2 separate regions of the Mus musculus genome follow, and region 1 is linked to region 2. A link is a contact called in public promoter capture Hi-C data. All regions are on one chromosome and are shown on one strand. The core of a region is the stretch at or near the end of the contact, and the rest is flanking DNA. Distances in the headings are between cores, read along the strand shown.

What was found. Promoter capture Hi-C pulls out the DNA fragments that hold promoters and counts their contacts.
Region 1: a promoter capture Hi-C map of trophoblast stem cells shows a contact between it and region 2, with 3 times the contacts expected there. The contact joins the promoter of Gpatch2 here to the promoter of 1700023G09Rik in region 2. A contact is called at or near these places in 4 of 39 promoter capture datasets (cranial neural crest, hippocampal neurons, liver and 1 more).

Annotation. Positions count from the first base shown.
Region 1 is chr1:187,213,934-187,219,365 of GRCm38.p6, forward strand. Gpatch2 (G patch domain containing 2) reads left to right here and starts at 1,578. Exons shown (of 10, transcript NM_026367.4): 1 at 1,578-1,743. The coding sequence starts at 1,691. Spata17 (spermatogenesis associated 17) reads right to left here and starts at 1,513. Exons shown (of 10, transcript NM_028848.3): 1 at 1,237-1,513. The coding sequence starts at 1,352.
Region 2 is chr1:186,925,030-186,931,300 of GRCm38.p6, forward strand. 1700023G09Rik (a long non-coding RNA gene) reads left to right here and starts at 1,589. Exons shown (of 4, transcript XR_865834.3): 1 at 1,589-2,048; 2 at 3,967-4,042; 3 at 4,394-4,527; 4 at 4,824-5,218. The region is part of intron 1 of Gm39732 (a long non-coding RNA gene); the gene reads right to left.

The sequences.
Region 1 (5,432 bases), core at 328-2,827, 290 kb after region 2:
TCCACAATAGCATGAAGGAGTCAACTTGTCCCCACTGCACACTGAGGTCATGAACAAGCAGGAGCCTGCCACATAACTCTAAATGAATACTATATGATCTCTGAATGTTAAGTATAAGAATTCCATTGCGCAATGGCTATGCTTATTTAAAGATGATTAATTGGAAGCTTCGGTAATGTGATTATTCACTAAATAACTGTTGTAGCTATTCCATTTCAGGAAGCAAGACAGTACAGGCTGAAATAATGGTTAAACTAAGAGGCAAGAAAAAAAGCAACATTGGCCTACTTCTAGCAAGAAAATCCATAGTTTCTCACAAAAGTTACAAGATTGAATTATCACTGTAGTTGCTAGAGGTTCACGATGAAATAGCAAAACTATAGTTGAGATGTATGTTAGGATAAGAATAGCTTATCAGGACTTTCTCACACTGACTTGGTCACTGCTGGTCTGCTATAATTTATCACACTTTTTGTAATGTACTTTTTGTGATTCCTTCTAAGTTTTGAAAACCACTGGGCCATTGCTTCTAGTTTCAATGTCCCCTTTTCATGGAGAGGAAGTTTAGGTGTGGGGGGTGAGAATGCTGCCTTAGCTCTTGCCCATTTACTGTACCAATTATCTTGTCACAATGGTATAGAAACTTCACTTGGACAAATGAATCACAGATGAATTGAATTCTGTGATGTTTGTGAGATTAAGTGAAGCTCAAATTCCCATTTGGACATTGATATTCTGAATTCATGGAACTACCTGGGTAAGCCTGGTTAACGTTAATTAGGCCACTAGACCTACATTGTATAAAATAGGTTTCACCAAACCAAATTTCTCAGTGATTATTTTAAAATGTCGAAAAAAAAAAAGCCCCACAAAACAAAACAGTATTTTGAGGAAGACTCCCAAATGTTGCCCAGGGCAGCCTTGAATTTTCTGTGTTGCCCAGGCTGGACTGGACTCACAGTCATCCTCCTGCCTGTTTCCCCAGTCGGGGTTTACTTCATTTAGGGCGGCCCTTAATAATTCTCTATTCTGGGATCTTCCTTAGAGAATATTAACTTATTAATGACTTGTCAATGTATATATAATCCACTTGTGATTGATTATATATATATATATATATAAACTTCTGATCATGTTTGAATCCCCATGGGGAGAAGAAGAATTTAGAATTATTTCCTGAATTAAGTAATTTGTTAACAGTAAACATCTTCTGAGACCCCTCTCTTCACTACTCACCGGTTCCTAAAGTAGTACTGACTTTCTAGAAAGGGTGCCCGCGCCAGCAGCTTGGCTAAAGTAGCCATGTCCTTCAACTCCTGGAGTTCACCAAAATTGTTACTATTAGTCTCCATGGCAACTGGGCTGAACCAAGGTCACTTCCGACTTATCGGCCTTTCCTTTCACTCTGTTTCAGTTTCAAGCAACTGGACAGAGAAATCGGATTTGTACACGTGAGACCAGACTTGAGTCGACTCGCCCCTTTCTCCTGGAATTTCGAGCTGCTGATGGGAAGGGTCAGGGTAGGCTAAGGTGAGCGAATGGTCGCTTCCGGTTTCCGGTTTCCGCCTCCAGCCGGCTTCCGGAAGTTGCTCTCAAAATGCTGAAGTCCTGTGTGGAATTGGCCGGGGCTGCGGGAGTTGGAGTCGGTCCTCGGGCCTGAGCCTCGAGGCCGCGCTCCCGGGTGTCGTTGATGTTTGGGGCCGACGGGCGCCCAGCGATCGGAACCGCCGCCGGGAAGAGCTGGTGAGCCCGGCGGGCGGTTGGGAACGGGGCGAGCGAGCCGGCGAGCAGCTCGCGGGGCTCCGGGTCAGAGACGGCCGTGCACCAAGTTTCTTCAGGCCGCGTTCCCGTTGTCCCTGCCAAACCGGCCACATTGTACTAGATTCCGTGGTTGACAAGATCACAGAAATTCCCAGTCCCAGAAGTTTCTTAGTAGCAGAGACACCAGGCTCTTGTACTCCCTGCGCAGCTCGGTTCGTGTAAAGCCTAGAAGTTTTCCACCGCCCTGGAGGCTCTGTCCTAGTTTATGGGAAAGGGGCGTTTTCCAGTAGCCCCAGGTTGGAATTTGTCTTTAGGGTACCCTGGTCCACTGCTGTAAGTTTCCAAACTGCTTTCGCAAATCACACTTGATCTTTAATGACATCCCTGCTGTAGGAGACTCGCAGGTACAGAAAATTTAAGAGGCAAAGTTGTCCTGTGCCCCTGAGTACCAGAGATGATAGCTCAGTTTTGGATTTTCTAGTTGAAAACCCTGGTCGCCCAACCTCCACCCCCACCCCCACCCCCCGTTTGTTCCAACGCTTTTCAGAGAAACGTTAGTGTAACAAGAAAGTAGATGTCTTGCGGTCCATCTTGAAACATAAAAATCTGACCAGTAAGTCAAGAACTGTGATTTTTAAAGTTCCTGCCAGTGGGCTGTGATGTCTGATTGTTTAGCATCACCGATAACTGAAAAGTTAAAAGAATATCTTAGGTCAGATGGCTTATTTGGTTCCTCTCTAGAGACCATTTCTAACCAGTGTTGTTTTTCTTGTAGCTTTTAAGTTCTCACGATTTTCAGTTAGAATACTAGGAGAAGCTTTTTATTTTTTTTTTTTATTTTTATTTTTATTTTTTTAAAGATTTATTTATTTATTATATGTAAGTACATTGTAGCTGTCTTCAGGGATACCAGAAGAGGGAGTCAGATCTTGTTACGGATGGTTGTGAGCCACCATGTGGTTGCTGGGATTTGAACTCTGGACCTTCGGAAGAGCAGTCGGGTGCTCTAACCCACTGAGCCATCTCACCAGCCCAGGAGAAGCTTTTTAAATGAGCAATTGTAATTGTTGCACTCAGCTTGGAACAAGAGACGCAGGTCACAATGCACTAGTTTTTCTTAGCTTTGGCAGTTGTACATGTGGTAGGAACCACCACAGAAAACAAGATAAAGGAACTTCCCTACATCCTGGTGTTTCCTCTAAAGTGTACTTAATGCTTCAATGTTCAGAGCCTGGTAAGGAACGGAAGTGTTCAGTAGATTGGTCTGGTCCTAATAGAAAGGAAGTCATTTGTGTGCTAGTTGACATAAACACACAAACCAACCGGTGACCCCATTTATTCTTCATTGTGCTTTCTGTCTCCTATCATGCATAGATAGCGCTGTGTATTACTGGCTATTACTTGACGCGCTATTACTCTAAACTGGAGTTACTTGCAGTAGTGTTTTTACTTGCTAAACAACTCATCTTTTGTAATGAGTGAGACCAGAATATCATTAGCACCTATCAGCTGGTGCTTTTGAAAGAAAGTCTTAAAATGAGTCAGTCTCTCTCTCTCTCTCTCTCTCTCTCTCTTTGGTTTTTTTTGAGACAGGGTTTCTCTGTGTAGCTCTGGCTGTCCTGGAACTCATTCTGTAGAACAAGCTGCCCTTGAACTCAGAAATCTGCCTGCCTCAGCCTCCCAAGTGCTGGGATCAAAGGTGTGTGCCACCACTGGCCACCTTAAAATGAGTCTTAACTGTCCGAAGAAGCGTGTTACACAAAACCAGGACCTTTCTTTTCTAGTTAGTGTGCATGCCAGTCCACTGTTGTCTTCCCCTCCTGCCTTCCCTTCTTCACCAGCAATCTCCCTTTCCTCTTGGCTCTCTTTCCCTTTCTGAGGCTGAATTTTGCTCTATAGCCCAGGCTGATTTCCTCCTAGAAGTTGTCCTGTCTCAGCCTCCCCAGTACAGGAACTACAGGCACGTGCTGCCTTGCCCAGGCTTTGATATTTCTTAATACAGTTTTTTTGTTTCATTCTTTGAAATGCCTTTCACGATTCTTTTATCCAGGTTGTGAAATCCCCATGCTATTGGCTGTTGCTACCACTAAGTAGTTAACTGGCCTTGGTTCTATCTGTGTATGCCATCTTATGTAAATCCTCAGTGATTGGCACCATACATTTTTTATGGCCTAGATAAGGTGACAGCAGAGGCGAAGATAATTTAAATAACTACTCTAAGCGATCTGCAGTATGATCCTAGTGTACTTAAATTCCCCATCGCCCTAATGTACTCAAGTTCTGTCTGACTAAGGTTGTATCTCTAGACATCTATGAATTAGAAAACAGACACCCAGATTTGTAGACTAGCCTGTAATTTCCTAGATAGCCCCCCCCCATTTTTAACTGTGTTTTGTTTTAACAACAATAAAAAGCCATTGAAATGCGATCTGGACCTTTGCCTCTGCAATTTCATTCTTGATTTTTTTTTTTTTTTACATCTGGAATAATAAAAACTGCTTGTCTTGAGTAGCTGGGGTTTGTTTGTTTTCTGATTGGTTAGGGTCTGGAACTCAGTCTCCTATACTGTTAGCTTTGCTTGATTCTACATATTCCTTCAGTTAAAGATCAAAGCAGTAGACAGTATAATTTGGCGCAAATACTTGTGGGGAGCTTCTTAGCATCCGTCGTGTGTCAAGCTGGAGACTTTTAAGCTTTGCTAATTTGCTTTCATTTTCATCTTTATGTAAACTATTAGTCTGTCTTATTCACATAGCAGAAAAGTTAAAATCCTTATTTTCTGAAGATTTCAGTAATATCACATTCTCTCTTTGGTTTGCATGTCCTACATGTTCTTGTCATCTGGTTATACATATGCTAGGGACTTACATTTAAATCTTAGCTGTTTTCATGGTCCTAACCTAGGAATTCAGGATATATATTCAGTAAATATTTGCTGTGTAGTTATCATGTATAATCAAGACATCGTTTACCCTGCCAAAACTTGTTGACAGGATGATTTACTTTTAAAATTTTTTTTTTTTGATCTTGTTTGATTTATATTCTGACTACATTTCATCTAGGCATTAAAAAACTAATTTACATTTTGAAAGCAGAGGCAGTGAGAAAAGTTTGGCTGTCTCTTGAAGTCAGTCATTAAATGAAGAAACAAAATCAAGAAATGGTCTTCCTCCTTCTTCTTCTTCTTCTTCTTCTTCTTCTTCTTCTTCTTCTTCTTCTTCTTCTTCTTCTTCTTCTTCTTCTTCCTCCTCCTCTTCCTCCTCCTCCTCCTCCTCCTTCTTTTTCTTTTTAAACTTACTGGTCAGCCGACTAAAATTTTTCTAGTGTAAAGAGGAAAGGAAGTGGTTTCCTCAGATGTCCCTGGTGGCAAAGTGACAGAGCTGTAGCTTCCAGCAGATAGGATAACTGGATGCAGTCAGGGGAGCGTTTGGCACGAGTAGGGGGAATGGATTCCCCTGTTTGTTAGAGAAGATTGTGATTCCTAGAGGGGAAGAAAGATTCTTCTCTCTATCTCTCTTCTTATTTATATCTGTGTATTAAAGCAGGAATCAGATGCATTAAAGTCAGGCTCTCAACTCTGTAGCTCAGGGGTAGCCTCAACATCTGAGGGAATTCGGCCTCTGCTTCCCTAAGTGCTGAGTTCACAGGCAAGGTCCACTAGACCAGGCCAT
Region 2 (6,271 bases), core at 339-2,838:
TAAATGTTGACAAGGACCTGAACCACAATATGTAACTCTGTTACTTCTCAACATACAATATTAAAAAATCATTTAAAAAGACATTTAGACACTTAGATGCCAGACAGCAAAAGCCATGCGCCTCAATAGGGCTGGCTTCTTAACAGCATAAATGATATTTTATCACTGTCGTTGCTATTAGCTGATGTCACAAATTCTTGATACAATTGTTGCTTTTAAAAAACTTTCCTCAAATAATATTGCTACCCACCATGGCTTTTTCTTAGATCTATGTTTGAAAGGAATCCCTTTTCCTTGATAAAAATCTCTCTTTGTAAAAGAATTAATAATAGAAGAGGAAAAACTCTCAGAACTCTTAAAATATAAAACATGACTTATGGAAGATGTCTGGTTCCAGACTGGCACACAGGGGGCGAATTTGCTTTGCAAAGAGACGCCTCTGTTTGACTAAAGAGAAAGTTCCCAAGAAGCTGGCAGAAAGCGAGAACCTGTGAATGAAGCTTCCAAAGTGGGTCTCAGACTGCACTAGCCAAAAATAAACCGGTTCCTGGCTGAACGACGTAAGTGCAATTGTGAAATTGATATCCCTCCTTGGCCCGGTCCCAGACAATATGTTGCCTTTCGGGGGCTGATCAACGTGATGGATGTGATCTGGGAAAGCCAGGGAGGGTGCTTCTCCTTAATCAAACCCACTGTCCTACACACACACACACACACACACACACACACACACACTCAGGGTGGGGGGGGTGGGGGGAGAGAGAGAGAGGGGAATCATTGTGGATGAACTCACAAGATATTCAAAGCTCTCTTCTGGGTCTCTAGAAATCTGAGAGGCACAAACCAGAGGCCATGCACGGAGAAGTCTGAGACATAAGATGGCAGTAACTGAACAGCTTAGTTCCTGTCAACATGAAATTCAAAAGTCACTCTAATGTCATAGCAAACTTAGTAAACATATGCAGCTTGGCCTTTTGTTTTCTTCCAAAAAAAAAAAAAAAAAAAAAGAGGTTTTCAATATTCTCTCTGTTTAACAGTCATGACCAAGGTCTATTTCCCCCTTTTATTTTTCCTCATTGCTAGTGATGTTTCTAACATAGATTTTAGTGTTTTGATAATCTGTCATCAAAATAACATCCAAAGTCACAGAGGAAAAAAAAAAAAGTCAACTAAAAATCTCTTGGAAACCAACATTCAGCTTGTAGACCCTGGCTTAAGGAGAGCTGGGAATTCTAAACAGCAGCTTTCTGGGTCTAAAATCACTCAATTCAGACTCTTTTTCCCACTGCTACAAGTGAGAAGAGAAGAGCAGCATTCTCATTTCCTGAGGTAAAAATTCCTGACTCACAACGAAGTGGCTGGCCTTGCTGCTTTCTCCTGCTGCTATTGTAATGACTCAGACTAATTGTGTCTTAAAATTCAAAAGATTTCCAGATTGGCTAAGCCTCTTACACACACACACACACACACACACACACACACACACATTGTTGTCCTGTTCACACAAAATATGCAGGAGCCTGACCATCAGCTAATTACATCACAAGCAATCAGTGAACAAAGACTCTTCTTGCCTGTAGAACGAGCCCTGTTTCAAAGCCACTCCAAGAGGGGAAAGAAATTAGGCCCTTTCAGAGAAGGGATCTGGAGTTTGGGTTTTATTTAACTGTACATTCCATTTCAGCGCTGCTGTTGCCTTGATGTTGTGGGATGTTGGTGGCTGTTATTCCTCCAGCAGCTGTGTGGAAGGAACCCTGGGGCTTGAGGGGGTCCCGGAGCTCATCACGCGCACACTGCTGTGGGAGGACCCACAGCTCTTTGGTGAACTATTGTGATGTCAGTTTTACTCAAACCAGTGGAGCGCTTTGCTCTCCAAGAGGCTTTGATGATCTTAAATTTCTTTGAAGAGCGGACAACCTTAACCTGGAGGACGGACAGCAAACTTCCAGTGCTTTCTGCGCATGGAGATGAGATTATTAGACAGATGCAGATCAAAAGAATTCCCAAGGTGTTCGGCTGTAGCACAGAGAGAGACTTTGGGATTGGAGGTGTGAAGGCTGTGAGGATGATGTGAGGTGGTCTGTGAAGTGATGGGTAAATGCAGGAAGCCCAGCCTGGTGCTGGCAGTGACTGCATCTACCTGGTATGGGAGCAAATCCAACATTAGAGTTTTAAGTGAGCTCGATTTGAGAGGAGGAGAGTTCAACGACCGTTTAGATAAAGCATTCACTAAGAAGAAATGACTGGTACTGAAATTACTTCTGCCCCTTTCTTTAGGTTTTAATGATATTCCTGTTTATTTAATATAATAGTCATAATTTTGTGAGGAACTCATCTTAAAATCTTATTGGGGGGTATTACATAGGGAAAAAAATAACAGGACTACACCATTCCAGGAAACAGAGGTGGTTTTTGCATAAGACCAGATGGACTCAGATCAGGAAAGCTTGTGACTGGCTTATACGGCTGCCAGGCTATTTCTCTGGGGCAGAAGCTGAGAAGAGCCCTGGAGTCATTAGATCCTGGCAAGAAAAGAATAATCTCTGGAATGGTGGCTATTTTCTATGACTATACCTGGTTAGTTCTAACCAGGAATGCTGGTTAGTTAGTCTATTACTTTACTCTGATAACTAGCTTTGAAATTTTAAACTCTGCAAACTGATTATGACATCACATGCCTGGAATCCCAGCACCTAAGAGGGAGGCTGGTACCTGAGGACCTGGGTTTAAGGTTGTCCATAGCTACGTGACTAGTTGGAAACCAGCCTGGGCTACACAAAGCACTGTCTCAGAATAAGGAAAAAAAGAAAACGTTCGTGAAATTTCAAATTCCGGTTAATTAAGACTACAATTAAATTGGAATTTTAAGTATGTGGCTTCTATTGTCCACAGGACTGAAGATATGTTCCCTGTCTCTCCAATGGGTCACTCCAGAATCTGTTTGCTATTCTCAGAGATGCATTTAATTGCACTGAGTTAGGGAGAAAAATCTATTACTCTTTCTTCTTCCCTCTCTCCCTTTTGTTCTGGGACAGGTTTTCAACCTAGTCCAGTCTAACTTGTAACCCACTGAATAGCCCAGACTGGGTTTGAACTTGCAATGATCTTCCTGTCTCAGACTTAGTAAAATTATATATAATTATAACTCATAATCTATCCCACTGGAGGTTGGAAATCCAGAAATAAAAAAATTTCTAAATTATAATATTAATAACAATAAGATTTGTAATTATAATTTTAAGCATGTAATTTTAGTACATGCTTAACTATAAAGAGGGTAATCTATGATATATATATATGTATATATATATACACACACATACATATACACATACATACACACACACACACATGCATCCTAAACATTTGTTAAATACCATATTTATATAAGCATGAGTGCTTGTTTTTACCCCATAGACAGTGCTTGGTACACAACCTGACACAATCACCCTCAGCACCCTCAAGGACCCCGTTTTCCTTGCTTAGGTATCAGACTTTTCAAGAAAGCCCTTGTCTTTTGGGGCATCTTTCCTTCTAAAATACAGCATTGTCAAGGGTGGAAAGGGAAGAGTGTTTTTAGGAGGAAATTTGAAAAGCAATGACTTGTTGTGTCTGATGACAACTTGAAACACAAAACAAAGTCATTAGCTCCTTACAGTGACCCGGCTGACAATTTCAGGGGAAGGGAATGTCTACTTTTCTTTGTTAAAATGTAATCTATAATTCTTTGGGAATTTCATATATGTATACAATGAATTTTAATAACACATTTGCCCACATACCACCCCCTAACTCCTCCCAGATCCACCCTCTAACACCCTACTCCTTTCCAACCTCAAGACCTGTTTTTTAAGTGAACTGAAAACCTGTATTGCCCGTATACTCTTATCTGTGTAGCCGTGTCCTGGGGTATGTCTGACCTACCAGGAATCATCATATCCTTAAAGAAAACTCTTTTTCCTTCAGAAGCCATCAACTGTCAATAGCTGCTTGGTTAGGGGCCAGCACTTCTGGACCTCTGGCTGCGGCCTGGGACACAGAGGTAAGTCATATGCTGATTATCATGACAAATTTCACAGATTTGAAGCTTCAAACTATTTTATTTATTTTGGAAGAATGTTTTCACGGTAGCCTCGAAGTTAAGAACTAAGGAAATCTTACTCTGGTTTGTTTCTTTCCAGGTGTCTTTTTTTAATCTCATTTTTTTTAAAGTGCGCATTTAGAGCTACATTTAGAGGGTCTTGCTTCAGCTACTGTCAAGGAGGCTTGTTAGGAAGTGAGTAAATGTAATAAAAATGCAACTGCACTAAGTGTGTGTCAGCTAATTTGCATGTCTGTGGGTCCAAGTGTGGTGCTTGTAGGGAAACAGCTGTCTGCTCTCTGTTCACATAAGTATGAAGATGAGGTGCTTAGAAAGGTGAATCTCCATCAAAAAGAGCAAACCAGCGCTGGAAGGAGTTTCAGCATCAGCCTATGACTGTGCCAGGCACACAGCATTTACGTCAACACAGAAAGAGAATCTGCTTAGTAAGTTCATTAGATAAAAAGGGGTGCACAACATAGGGGGCACGGTACCTTTACTTTGTGTCTTTCAATTTCATAGACAATTATTTTATTCTAGAAAGGTCACAAATTTCTAAAACTAAATACAAATTTATTGACAAGAAAATGAACTCTGCAAGTCAATTAGCCCCCGCCTCTGTTGTAATGATAATAAATATTTGCACTGTGTACAATGTAAACTATAACACAAAGGATGTCCTAAATATTGAGGACAGCACAAATGACTTAGTCTTCTGTGTCATTCTATCTGATCCCCACAGCTTATATGAGTTTCCAAAACCAGATCTGATGGACTAGAGAGATGGCTCAGCCACTAAGAGAGATGACTGCCCTAGCAGAAGACCAGAGATATCTCTGTTTTCAGCACCCATGTTGGACATCTTAGAACCATCTCTAAATCCGGCTCTAGGTGATCCAATGTCTTCTTCCCAGACTCCAAGGGCACCTGTACTCAAGTGCACAAACCCACATTTTAAAAAAAAATATGTATATTAAAATATAATAAAAATAATCTCAAAAATAACAGATTTGAACATCTAAATTTTTAAATGTATCATTGAGTTCTATCTATTTTCTTCTATCTCTAAAATTTATGACAAAATGAAATTTAACCAACAATCTTTTTCTTAACATAAATAAATAATATGTAAATTTACTTGCTTTGGTTTTGTTTTTCGTTTTGTTTTGGTTTTGAGCCAAATCTTATCGAGAGCAAGTGACCCTTGAGCTCGCCATCTGGCATGACCTCCAGTTGCTGATCCCCATCCCCCACCTCCTGAACGCTGAGATTCCAGTTGCTGATCACCACATGCAGTTAGTTCTTGTCTTGATTCCATCTTTCATATAAGACATGTATTTCATATAAGAAAGAATGATTTAGCAGCAGCTCAGAATCCCTGCGTGGTGGCGAAACGGATCTTCCTATGATGTGTGCTTGCGTAAATGTAGTTATACTGTCGAATGTAAAGAGCCATTGTGATCGTGTCCCTGAGTCAAGCGTGTAAATACTTGTATAATGACCAAGTATTAATAGGAATGTCTGCAAGAACTTTGTACCTATGAGAACTGCTTTCTTTGTGACTGTCCCTCTTTATAAAGTTCCCGAGTCACACTCTAAGATTCTGACTCTGCTGGGGGTGGGGCATCTCTGGGTGTTCCAGCCACTATCTGACTCACATAGCTGAGCATGGCAAAGGTTGCCAAATTCTTATTTGTCCTTCACACGGAGTCCATATTGACTGCTTCAAAAACTCTTTGTATGAGCTATTATTTTCAAATTGTTTCCCAACTTATACTGAAATTGAAAATTGGACAGCTTTTCAATTGCTCTCGCATTCCAATTGATTACCAATACAGTTTTTCAGAATTAGGAATATCAGTCTGTTCTCTTCCTTGGCATCGTGTTGACTGTGTGGCTTTCATTTAAATATTGCAGCATGGTTTGTGGTAGACTCAGTGTTAAGATAACACACAGGCAATCAATTAGATTTATTATCTCTTCTCTGGGCTCTAGGGTGTGTATCACTGTCGGGGGTGGGAGGGACCAGGACATAATGCGGCCGTCACTTCAAGGTCCCCTAGGATTAGTACCAGGACCCAGCGTCCACTGAATTGGATGAGTCTCAAGGTTTGCAGCATGTTCTGTAGGTGGAGGTGGTTGTAATGAAGACATAGTTAATGTATCTCAGGAATAAATGCATTTTGATCA